Linked DNA regions of Mus musculus: region 2 is linked to region 1. The links are chromatin contacts, called in public HiChIP or PLAC-seq maps. All regions are on one chromosome and are shown on one strand. The core of a region is the stretch at or near the end of the contact, and the rest is flanking DNA. Distances in the headings are between cores, read along the strand shown.

Region 1 (6,090 bases), core at 1,816-4,315:
TTTCTAATAAGGAGCTTTCTGGGAGACAGAACGTTATCAGTCTCAGGAAAATGCTCAGAGCCATGAGGGAAATGTGTGTCATGATTATAAGACATCATTAAAGACTTGGAAACTTTTAACAAGTGATGGGAATTCCGTCCATCGGAATGGGACTCACACAGGGCGGCTCAGAGAGCCTTCCTCTACAAGTTAAAATTCGGTTTAAACAAGGTGACATAGAAACAGAAAACCTCTTTTGACTTGAGAAACTCATTATATTTCTTTATGGTTCTGTTCAAAAGTTGAATTTTCTATTCTCTGCTTTCAGTACTTAGAGAATCACAGTTTCATAAAAGTGATTCAAAAAGTTTTTTTGTTTTTTTGTTTTTTTTTTTTGAGAACCGAAGTATGGTGGTTCAAATGAGAAATGCCCCCATAGGCTCCTGTATTTGAGCACATGGTGCCCAGATGGCGGTGCTGTTGGCGAGGGGAAGGTGTCTGTAGGCGAGGCGCCTTGGTGGAGGAAGTGCATCCCTGGGGTTTGAAGCTCTGAGCAGCTTTTGAGGGCTTATGGCTTCAGACTTCCTTTTCTTGCAATGCTTCTGTGTGCAGCTAAAAATGTGGCCGGCCAGCTTCTTGCTCCTCCCTCCTGCTTTTGTACCTACCCTGCTCCTGCGGGCTCTTCCTGGAACCATAAGTCAAAATCAACACTTTCTTCTTCTATCGATTGCTTCTGGAGGTGGTGTTCTAGCACAGCAACGGAAAAGTTACGATGTGTGCAGTGAGCACATCAATTCTGTTTGTTTTCTAGCTCTGGAAACTCCACTCAAGCTGGGAGAACAAACATACTGTCTCCTCACAAAGTTAAAGGATACTTTTTGGAGTCGCAGACTCATCAGCTGCTCACCGACTCATACCTGCTTGCCAAAGCCGAGTTCAGCTTTGGGAATTCTGACATAGACAAGTTTGAGAATTCTGAGTGACTGCCACCAGAGATAAATTCAGTCTCTGACATTGCTCCTGACAAGTGAACTTCAGAACTTCAAGCAGTAGATGAATGGATCTAAAACATGCCAGGCCAAACAAATATCCTGCATGATACTGCCTGTGTACAAATAGAAAGAGAGAGAGAACTTCCTCATGAGAGAGAGCACTTTGACTGGGTGACAGACCTTCTCCTTGGGACCTGGCATGACAGACTATTGAAACACCCAAAAGTCCATGAACTCTCTTTGGACACTCATACTGTTATTTGAAGCATTTGGGCAGCAGTCTGTGGAAGAATTTATTTACAGCTGTTTTGTTTTGTTTTGTTTTGTTTTGTTTTGTTTTAAGATAAGAGCAAAGAGAGCTAAAAGAGAAGCCATTCAAAACACTTCAAAACATACTGCACCTTCCTTGTTTCCAGGCTTCTGTGTTTCTCCCTCCAGATCAATATAATATCCCAGTCCTCTCATGGAGGCTCGGTCCTTTCCTTTGTTCCTGAGATTTGGGGCACAGGAAACTGTATCCTGAGTATAGCTGACACCCAGGCCATAGATGTGCATCAGATAGCAAGAACCAACATCTTAGCTTCCCACGCTCTTTTTAGTTTCTAAAATAAATAAATATTTAAAAGGGAAAATGAAAACTAAACAGGTGAAGTAACTCCATGTCCTAAGCTCAGTGTTGGGGAGGCTGAGGCAGGAGCATCTTGAGTCAGAGGCAGCTGGAACCACACAGGGAGACATTGCCACAAAACAAGACACACCACAAAGAAAAACAAAAACACAAACCCCTGAGAATCTGGGCCCCTCTGCCTTAAGCTTTCCTTTATCAGAGTCGGGGTCAAGACCAGGAAGCAGAGCTTCCCTAAGCATCCTGAGTCCTGCTGGCACACCAGCCCTCCTCCTCTGCACCAGTAAAGCAGCCAGGCCAACTTGTTATCCTGAGACTTGAACCATGAACCAAATTAAAAGCCAAGAGCAAGGGAACACATGCTACCATTTCTAAAACATAGCCATACGAGCACGTGACAAATCTCCCACACCACAGCAATTTGGACATGGGTGTTCAAACATCAGCATGCACTTGAGTTTGAGCCATGGCCAAACTGAAGCAGCATCCTCGCTAGAGTGATCTGCTGACAAACTAAAACAGGAAGTAAGGCCTTTAAGAGCGTCTTCAGCCATCAGAGTCTTGGAGAGTGAGGACCGAGGAGAGATAAAGTTAGCAGGAACCAGCTTGCTTCTTTTTAATGCAGATAAATGTTGTTAAAGTGTCGCTCAAGAGCAAAGGATGGGGTCTCACCAAGTATAAAGCCATGAGTTCAGTCTCACCCATGTGAAAAGCTATGCAGAGTAGTGCATGCTTATATTCCAGAGCTGTTGAGGCAGAGACAGGATCCCTGAGGCTCACAGGCGAGTCAGAGTAAACCCCAGGCCAGCGGGAGAGCCTAGCTTTTAAAAAAAGCCTCTATATGTGTGCAGGCTCACAGACAGACAGATACATGGATACACACATACTCCTGTATGAATCTGTACACAGACATTCACATACACAAAAGACCATATCCAAGAAGCTCAAAGCAGCATCAAGACCGGTTCACAAAGTCTCAGAAGAGATGACTCCAGGAATCGCCTGCACCACCTCTGAGCCTCAGTAGCAGCAGTGACTGACTTAGGAAGGAGAGACTTCTGTGGTAAAGAGTAAAGCGTCCCCTGGCCATCGCTTCGCTGTGACTCGTTTTCCTTATTCCTTATGAAGTGACGATCATTGATCCTCGTCATTTAGGACGAGTTCCAGTGAACATGGATGTGCCGTGAAGTAACGATGGGGGAAATGTAAAGTCACTGAGCATCCCAAACCTCAAATGGATTCATTTTAGGAAGAAAATATTTTCCACAAAGAATCAAATATTTTCCATAGCAATAAAATAGGAGTTTCCTGGGGGAGTCTGGAAATTGCCTCCAAGGTCCCGATTGATAAGCTTTCACAGGAGAAAGAGTGCATTTTGGGGTAATAAATCGCCAACTGACATGTTCTGCACAAAGCAGCAGTGTTTGATACCAAGCTGCAGGGATAGGAGCACAAAGGCACCAATTATCCCAAAATAGACTGGGGCAGAGTCCAGTGAGCTATTAGTTCTTTAAGCTGCGTCCACAGGGGATGGAGAGAAAGGGGGATTTGGCAATCAGCTGGTTAATTTGATCACTGTAGACAACTGCACTGTATAATTTAGGTCGGAAACAAACCCTGACCTGGAGTTCCTAATTTGGAACATTCATCAAATTAATCGAATAATTGTGAATTCTCAATTTCACTGAGCCCTGAAACAGGGTTCCAGGAACACAGATCAAGTGCCTACTTACAGTCACCATGTGGCGTTCCACTATCTGGGCATCTGTGTCTTTCTGCTTCAGGCTCCGTGGCCACCTCCTCCTATCCCACTCTTCTCTGCCAAAATGTGTTTCTTTTCTGCCCTGTAAGGAAATGGATCCATAAGCCATAGAGGCCCTCGCTCGCCTCACGTACATACAAGTACTGGGTAGGCAGCGTGCAGGCAAAGCAAGGCTTCCTGTCTCAGCACAACCAACCTTTGGCATCTTCTCCAGAGCCTACCACACTATCTCCCAGAAACCTTGTGTCTGAGATTTTTCAGCTTTTCCCTTTGTACTAGTTCAGGCAACTCGGCAAATAAACAAATGATCCTATGGGGGGGGGGGGGGGAGCAACAATGTCAAACACTATCGTTATGTTTAAGTTAGCAGGGATTTTCAGGAAAGCAACGGCAACAGGTGTTGAAGCAGATTTTAGAAGTTCAGATCGTAGACCCAATAAACCTTGCGAGCTGAGGGGGCGGTGTTTGCTTTGTTTTGTTTTGTCTTTGTTTGTTTGTTTATTTGTTTGAAAAATGTAAGGTAGAAGGGAGTTTCATTTTAAAGATATATTTGATACTGTTATGACTGGGAATTAAAAGAAAATTTAAAAGCAGCCAAGAAGGGATACATTTCTGTAGGGGTTGTTAATGTCCAAGGCAGATATCACCAAGGAAGAAGTTAGTTGAACAAATACTGGAAGTAGAAGGTGGGAGTGGGGGCGTTCAATACCTGTGACTATGCAGGTGGGGGTGAAGACCCTCTGTAAATCAGGCCACTTCAGCGTGAAGGGTGCTGTGTCTGTCACAGGCCTGCCCTGCCCCTCAGCAGCGAGCACAGTCTACACCATGGACAAGTAATAAATCTCTGTTGAATGAATGAATGAATGAGGAGTTTTATTTCTGTCTAATTAAATAACTCCATATGGAGAAGTACCCAGGGAGCAGTGAGGAGACAGGGTCTCGCCAATTACATCAGCCAAATCAACCGTGGCAATTAATTTGGGGCAGATGCTGGAGCCAAATCCTGCAATGCAAAGGCAAAACTGAGCTCGCTCATTTAGTCTTCACAGTTAAAATGCACGGAACAGTCTAGAAAGGCCAGTGATGACCAACAGCAGTTTCTGATTATCACGACAGGTTTGTGCCTTTTACTTTCCTACAAGGTCCAATTTTCTACCTGTTACTTGGAAGGAAATTTGATGTCTCCTGTCTTGACTTACCTATCTCACACCTCTTGAAAGTCTCCTCTGCCATTTAATCCTGAGTCCCATTATAGCACCAATATGTTGAGCTCAGCGCTACCAGCATTACCATGAGCCACAAAACCGTGAAATCCATACTTTAGCCCTCTGTTCTCACCTTGGTGACCCCTACATCATTTGCCCAAATCCTTTTCTTCCTTTTAGACTCCAAAACAATGTACCTGTCTCCCAACCTACAGCTTTTAAACAACCAAGTGTTCAAACAACTCTGAATTATATCCCTGGAGAGCTGAAGCTTGCACAGCACATATGTCACGGCCAACAACACGTTCCATTAAACCTTCAAATGGCCACGTCTTCTCTCCATAGGCCTGATCTCTGCTCACGGCATCACCCCAAATACAAAGGATCACTTGAGATCCCATAGCCACCCCAACACAGTGCCCTTCAAACAGTCTTGTTGGTTGTTCAGCAGGTAAATATGTCCTGTTCTTGTGTGTTCTATCCATATGAGTGAGAATTAATTAGGTCCATCTCCATCATTAGGATTCACCACCTAATGAAAGAAGCAGGAAAACCAGGCATGGGTAGCCTGTCTAAGAGCTTGAGTGTCTGTACACGCTGTGGGAATGAAGAGGGGCTACGTGAACCAAGATCCAGGAATTCCTAAGGCAGGCAGTGTATCAGGAATGTGCAGGGATAGAGAAAGCCCGTGACTATTCCAGACAATCCTTCAGAGTTTGGGTGCTAACTCTCAACGGTTAGCCTAACTCCCCAGTGTGAATAAGCCTAGCAACAGAAGCGGAGATGTACCTTTAAGAAGCAAACTACTGCAGTAAAACACAGGCCCTGCTAGAGGCCAAGAGACATGCCTGTGTCTATGAAGGTCAGACACTGACTGAAGAAGATACAAAGCCAGGGGCTACACATGGCCTTCCGCTATTTGCGTTAGGAAGGGGGAAACTCAGGACCCAGATCCTTCTGAGAAGTATAAGTACAAACAAGTTTGTGGTTTCTGACATGTCCATAAATAACCCAGAAGGGCAGATAATCAACAGAAAGGCCCCCTGCCTTTAATCCCAGCACTCAGGAGACAACAGCAGACAGATCTCTGTGAATTCCAGAGCAGCCTGGTCTACGTAGAGTTCCAGGCCAGCCAGGATTACATAGTGAGACCCTTCCTGCCTTGTAGAGTGTCGGGCAGGGGAGGCCAGGGTGATTGATAAAACCGTGGTCACCGCCAGAAGGTCAAACAAGGAATTATTTGCTGTCTCTGTTTTCTGGGTTTCAACTATAAATGAATTCTTTTTTTTTAATTGCCCAGAGGGGATACAGTAGTCACAAAGTCTCACAAACCAGAGGCTGGCAGCTAAAAATGACAAAGGGGGTCATCAGTGACAGGGACAGCAGTGCTGGTGGGAGGCAGGGAGGCAGGGAGGCTGGGCCCTGGGAGAGGAGGGACTGGACCCTTCCAGTGTAGGAGTGGAAGTGAAGGAGAGAGAGTGGGTCCTGGGGCAGCTCCGAGGAGTTGCTGAGAGGTTAGGAGGGAAC
Region 2 (5,926 bases), core at 689-3,188, 250 kb before region 1:
GTGGGCATTAGGCAAACCCTCCCTAAATGAATACCGAACAAGTGCATGAGATCACCCTGGCACCCCAAGCGCTCTGCTCCCCAACTCTTGCAAGCAGAGAATGGTTTGTTTGCCATGACTCTTTCTCTACCACAGTCAAGACCTTGAAGCTGCAACCTTCCGATCGAAGGTGAAGCGTTTTAACTGACGGCTTTGTGGGTAACTCTGGGCTTCTCTCTAGCATCGCTGTTGAGACGGTTTCTTGACTTGCCTATGTTGAACACATGTCCAGAATCAACCCGCATCTATGTCTGGCATTTACGCTTAACGCAGATGGCAGATGTTAGCATGGAGATGTTCAGGGTCAGTCAGAAGTATCCAAGACATCCTCCTGCTCAGCCCATCTGCTCCTGCCTTCTCCTTCCCAAGATGCCTACACTATAGATTTGGTTAAGATTTTTGTTCATTTACTGGCTCTGGAGAAAGCAAAGGTTTCTCCACGTCTAGTCCCCCACATCTCTTGTGTGATGGTTCTCTGAAAACATGGTAGTATCAGAACAGCAAAAGTTGACAGATTCCAGCCTGTCACCAAATGCCTGTTTTTTAGAATTGAACTCCTTTTAAAAGTACAGCTCTAGGACACTCTGGGCTCCACTGTATGGAATCATGTCTGCAAACGGACCCTTGACTCACGGGAATTGATATTTTTAGGTGTATTTTGAGACTTTATTGGCTCTTATCTACCTTCATGGACTTTATTCGTATACATCTTATCCTTGTGAATCAACGACACCACCTCTGACTTGACTGGGCTGACTGGACAGATGTGGCCAGCCCAGCCCTGGTTAACACTGCCTAAAATGCTTATAAATTAAATCATAGACACAATGTAGCTTCCCTCCAAGCTTAAAGTTCCCCCTTCCTTCTAAAGCTGGCTTCTGGCTCCTCAGGATGGGCTCTTTTTAAGGGAGCACTATCCTTGCAGTGTTCTGACATTAGATGACTAAACAAAATTGCTGTGGCCCTTTGAGTTTCTGGGTACATGTTTGTTTAGAGGTGTTGTTTTTATTTGGGAGGCGGGGGTTCTCCAGAGAAGCTTGGTTTGTTGTCTGTGCCCATGATCAAATTACTTTGTAAATGGCATGAAAATGCTGTGTATGTGTATACACACACACACACACACACACACACACACACACACACGGTTGAATCTACCAGAGCTTCATTTTAAAACCATGTGGGTCTACGGCCATTTCCACCAAGGCAGGCCCAGATAAGCGAGGCTTGTTTGTGTGCGTGGTCATGTCCATCCTGAGCCCATGTCTAATTCTGTGGGCTCCCTTCTGGTTTGTGGCGCTGTTGTATCTGAACCTAACCCCCCTCTCTCATCACAGCAAAAAGTTTCTTAAGAGCTTAACTTACAGCCGAGTGCCAGCTCCCCCCATTTAATTTGTCCTGCTACCCCGGCACTTGTCATGTGTGTTCAGGCAATGGTGAGGTCAGTTCTCAGGGCCCAGCTCTCTGGACACCCTCAATGATGACCTCATTAGAGGCACAGATGTTTGCTGCACTTTGGGAGATGGGGAGAAAGCAGAGCAGTAAACTAGGCCAGCTTGCAATAAGGCTGTTACCCACAATTCAAGATAAAATGCCGGATAGTTCCCACTAGGTTCTGGTCGGCTAGGAGACAGCAACTTATTAATCTTGTGTCAGAGAGCCAGCTGCAGCAAGGCCGTTTCCATATTTCACCACTAACCCTATGTCTGGACAGCCATTGTCTTTTCTTATGAAAAAACTCTACAAATCAGCTGCGTTCTCTCTCTGCCTCTCTCTCCTCTCCTCCTTTAGCTCCGCAAAGCCCCCCACTTGTCCTCTTTGGAGAGTCGGGGCGCACCCTCCAGCCTGGGCCTGGCTTACTAATTCAGAGCCCGTGCTTACTTTCTAACTTTAATGATATTCCCTCAGCGTAGCACTTCGGTTGCTTGGCGACCGGATTTGAGCTAGGCCTCTCATTTGATTCCCACACATCAGACCCTGAAAAGCACTTTTTTCCCCCGTCCCTCAGCTTTTGATTCTTTCTGCTCTGAAACCCTTCCCCCGCGGTGTCAGTATGGGTGGGCAGAGCGGTGGTAGGAGGAGGCCAAGGGTGAAGGGCGGCCTATAGTGCACTGGTTACACATCAAGGCCTCCAAACAAAGCCTCCGGGAACCCTCCCTGACCAACACAAATTCCCCTCAGAAAAAGCAAATTTGGCTTTCCCTCATAGTGTGGGTGTCGTTTTGAGACTTTGCTTAGATACTTTATTAAATCTGATGCCTCTCATTGTTTTTTCTGCTGTTTCTCCCCAGAGACTTCCCATATCAACAAGTTGCTGTAGGCATAAGCAAACAGATTACAGAGAACTGAAATAATCGAACAGACAGCAGGCTGGCACCCACGCTTCTGATAGCTTCTAATTAAATCATACTATCTGTTAGTGAAGAACCCTCTATCTTGGTGTTGGGGGAGATGTGCTGTTTACCCCCACGATAAGGAAACATTTTATGCTAAAATGTGTATGTGGACATCCATGGTGCGACTGGCAAAAAGATGAGGGGAAAAATTTTCCCCATTTTTGTCTTTTTAAAGAAAAATAAAAATGCTATATATGCTATTGAAAAAGATCCACTGTAGAAAACAAAAACCAAAAAATAAAAAATCAAGGCGTTGAACATACTTCTGTGTTTTGTGGTTGAAGCTCTAACACAAGAGGGGACAGTCAAGGAAGGACTCAAAATGAAGGATGCTTGAGTTTTCCGATAGTGTTGTTTCCATTGAAATTATATTATGCAACTATGTCCTTAAGAGGCACACACCACACACAAACCACACCACACACACACACACACACACACACACACACACACACACACACACTCATAGCAAGGAATGAGCTGCTTCACTGACTAGAGCCAGTGAACAGTCATGCTTCTGCATACAGATTCCAGACACACGGGAGTATGTTCTTACATGTATATAAATGTACGTATAGTCTATTACACAAGACTGTGTGCAATCTATTATACGTAGTCATGTATAGTCTATTTTAAAGAGAGACACACAGAAGCATGTTTCATACATGTGTGTAGATTCGTGTCTATGCATTTAGACACGGTGTGGTGGTCTGTTCTAGAATGTAGCTCAGATATTCTTGTTGGCTTCCTTTCTCACAGATCCCTAAGGACTTGCTCACACAATGCCCACTCTCACATGCCAATCCTGTGTCCTGATGGAAGTGTGACCTTCCCACTCCATGGACACTTGAAAGCTGGGTTCTTAGACCTTATTGTCTTCCTGTTGGACTTACAGGAGGCTGACAGAAGTCTGTTGTCTCCTTCTCAGCAGTGATTAAACCAGTATGCAAAGCTCTTGCCTTCCATTCCCAGGTACTGGCCCAAACCTCCTTTTTCCTGTGAACTGCCTTCATAGCTGATAGGTGAGTGAGATTCAGATTTGTACAGTACAGTCCTAATCTGACACTCAAGCAAAGATTCTAGATAATGTTTAAACTCTGCTCTTCTTTCTGCCTAAAGTTTTAATCCGTACATTATCTGTATTTTAGGTGAACAGACGGGCAGATCGGATTCGTTATTCTATAACAGGATCTACTGGTCATTCTACTATAGGGTAGCTTCCTACTTCCTGTATGCCAGCAACATTTTGGTTTGGGGAAAATGTAGGCCATGGTACACTAGTAGATAGTTGGTGAATACTGTATAAAGCACCCCTGTGGTGAAACTATTAGTAAAACCGGAGAAGCAAGGGCTCTTTAATTTTACATTTGTAAAGAGAATTTTAGAACTCAGTTTGACTATAGGCACACGCACACTCAGACCTTGTGTGACGGGGTAGAGGGACAAGGGAAAGGGGAATAAAATTCCATGCAGGGTGGGGACAGCCATCCAGCTATGTGGTGCAGAGTTAATGACGGGCAGAGGGAGCTCTGAGGACCCCTCCCATGTTGCTGCACAGTGTCTGTGACTTCTCAGAAACACTGTTAATAATGGAAAACCAATCACAAACGACACTCAACTTGATGCCCTGCATATTTGTTATTTCCTCTTCTTTTCTACATGGTTTTTGCTCCCTCATGCTCACCTGAGCCCAACTAAAACTAAAATCTCAAAAGAACAGGCATACCTCAGGAAAGACTTCCTTAAAATATTTTTAACCTTACCCATCTGGAGTTTCTAAACTCCTGTGATGGAAACGTGATCACGTTATGCGCCTGCCTGTTCTGGGCTGCCCCTGGGTTGCCTGTTCTGGGCTGCCCCTGGGTTGCATGTTTGCTTCTGGAAGCTTGCCGCAGCTGCTGTGTGCACTTTCCCACTGCTAACGACAACCACACAGCCCTCCAGACCCGTCATGCTTCTAGACTCCTATCCATACAACAGGAGCAGAGCACAAGCTCGAGAAACTGCTACCTCACTCTTGACGTCTGTAGAAGACATGAGAAAAGTTAGGCCAAAGGAGGACGAAGATGGGCTCACTGCTCTCATTAATGAATGGCTGGCCGGCCATGAGAAACAAGATTATTGATTTAGTGTTAGTTATGGCCATGGCAACAAAGTGAGTATTACAGAAGATAAAATAATAGGGAGACATAAAATAGCTTTGATCCATGACCGTGGGACCTAAAGAGGGCTTCACTTACTAGAACTGGCCAGCATGACTTGTGTTGTTCTTATGTTGATCTGAATGGAGTATATGGCTCCCTCGGAGTTATGTTCTCAGTTGTACCTAGCACCTGAGCATTTGTCACTCTTCTAGATCACACAAAGCAACAGCTGTGCAGTAAAACAAGGGACTGTGAAGTAGAAGAACTCAGAGATGTGTCTCCATCCTTGTCATGGTGCCTTTAGTTTCAGTTTCCTTGATGTAAAACCAGGGAGGCAGTCACACAGAGATCAAGTAGCCTTTCCTGCTAGTTCTTGCTATGTGGTTCTGTGGTCTCCAGGAAGAGATTAGTGAGAAAAGGCCCAACCCACCCACGAGTACACTTACATGTCATGAAGATAAAAGAAGGTTCCAATGCATCTATATGTGTGCACATGAGCTTGGTATGTGGTGTGCATGGTACATATATTGTCTGTGTGTGTGTGTGTGTGTGTGCATATGTAAGATATGTATGGTGTTTGTGGTACCTATATTGTCTCTTTGCATGTGTGTTTGTGGGTCCATGTGTATGTAAACATGTAAAGTGTGCATGTTGTGTATGGTACATATAGAGTGTGTGTGTGTGTGTGTGTGTGTGTGTGTGTGTGTGTGTGTGTATGTGTGTGTGTATGTGTGGACATGTAAGATGTGTGTAGTATATATGGCATTTGCTCAATATGTGGGTGCGTATGTGTGTATAATAACATAGACACCTGGCCTTCCCACCTTGATACTGCTGAATGGTCTATGTGGTCAACAATTTAAAAACAAAGGCACGGGAAAGGTGGGGTAAAGAAACCATTATCCAATGTGCTCCTAGAAGAAACTAGAAACCCCTTCATTTACTGTTCTTTGTACATGTAAAGGTTTTAAAAGTCAAAATGGGTTCTTTTTGGACATTTTTAGCAGACCCTGCTGCTCCTGTTGCACACACCACGCTTTAAATTCTCAGCACAGATGAGCACAGCCCAGCGGAAGTTCTAATCCTCAGAAAGGAGACAAATAACAGGGGAACTCCAACGGCCCCTTAATACAGCTGAGCCCTCGGGCCTCCCCAGGACGCAGGATTCTGAGGAGTGTCCAGAGCTGGAGTTGCTATTTTGTTTGTCCCCATGAGCCCCACCTCAGCATGCCTATGCACTGATGTAAGAATTCTAAATGAGCTGCTCAGAAGGGCCCAGATTAGCCGGGTTGCTAGGCTCTGGCCATTCCAACCCCCTTTTCCACTTCAGTGGACTGAGCTTTTGACACT

The links. HiChIP or PLAC-seq counts read pairs in DNA pulled down with a chosen protein or histone mark.
Region 2: an H3K4me3 HiChIP or PLAC-seq map of embryonic forebrain shows a contact between it and region 1, with 2.7 times the contacts expected there. The contact joins two enhancer-like sites. A contact is called at or near these places in 1 of 484 Hi-C or Micro-C datasets (cortical glia), 6 of 115 datasets of contacts at active chromatin or transcription factors (astrocytes, embryonic basal ganglia, embryonic forebrain and 3 more) and 2 of 9 other capture datasets (embryonic stem cells and embryonic tail).

The regions. Positions count from the first base shown.
Region 1 is chr3:34,835,161-34,841,250 of GRCm38.p6, reverse strand. Gm21388 (a long non-coding RNA gene) reads right to left here. Exons shown (of 5, transcript XR_880758.2): 2 at 4,068-4,202; 3 at 3,330-3,440. Among named protein-coding and RNA genes, the nearest start is that of Gm21388, 12 kb to the right of the region's middle. Within about 2 kb of position 3,065, at least 19 of the 459 cell types and tissues checked have an H3K27ac peak or open chromatin away from gene starts, as enhancers often do. A contact at or near this core is called in cortical glia, embryonic forebrain and neural progenitor cells, where this site is marked.
Region 2 is chr3:35,084,568-35,090,493 of GRCm38.p6, reverse strand. No RefSeq gene overlaps it. Among named protein-coding and RNA genes, the nearest start is that of Gm35255, 140 kb to the right of the region's middle. Within about 2 kb of position 1,938, at least 64 of the 459 cell types and tissues checked have an H3K27ac peak or open chromatin away from gene starts, as enhancers often do. A contact at or near this core is called in cortical glia, embryonic forebrain and neural progenitor cells, where this site is marked.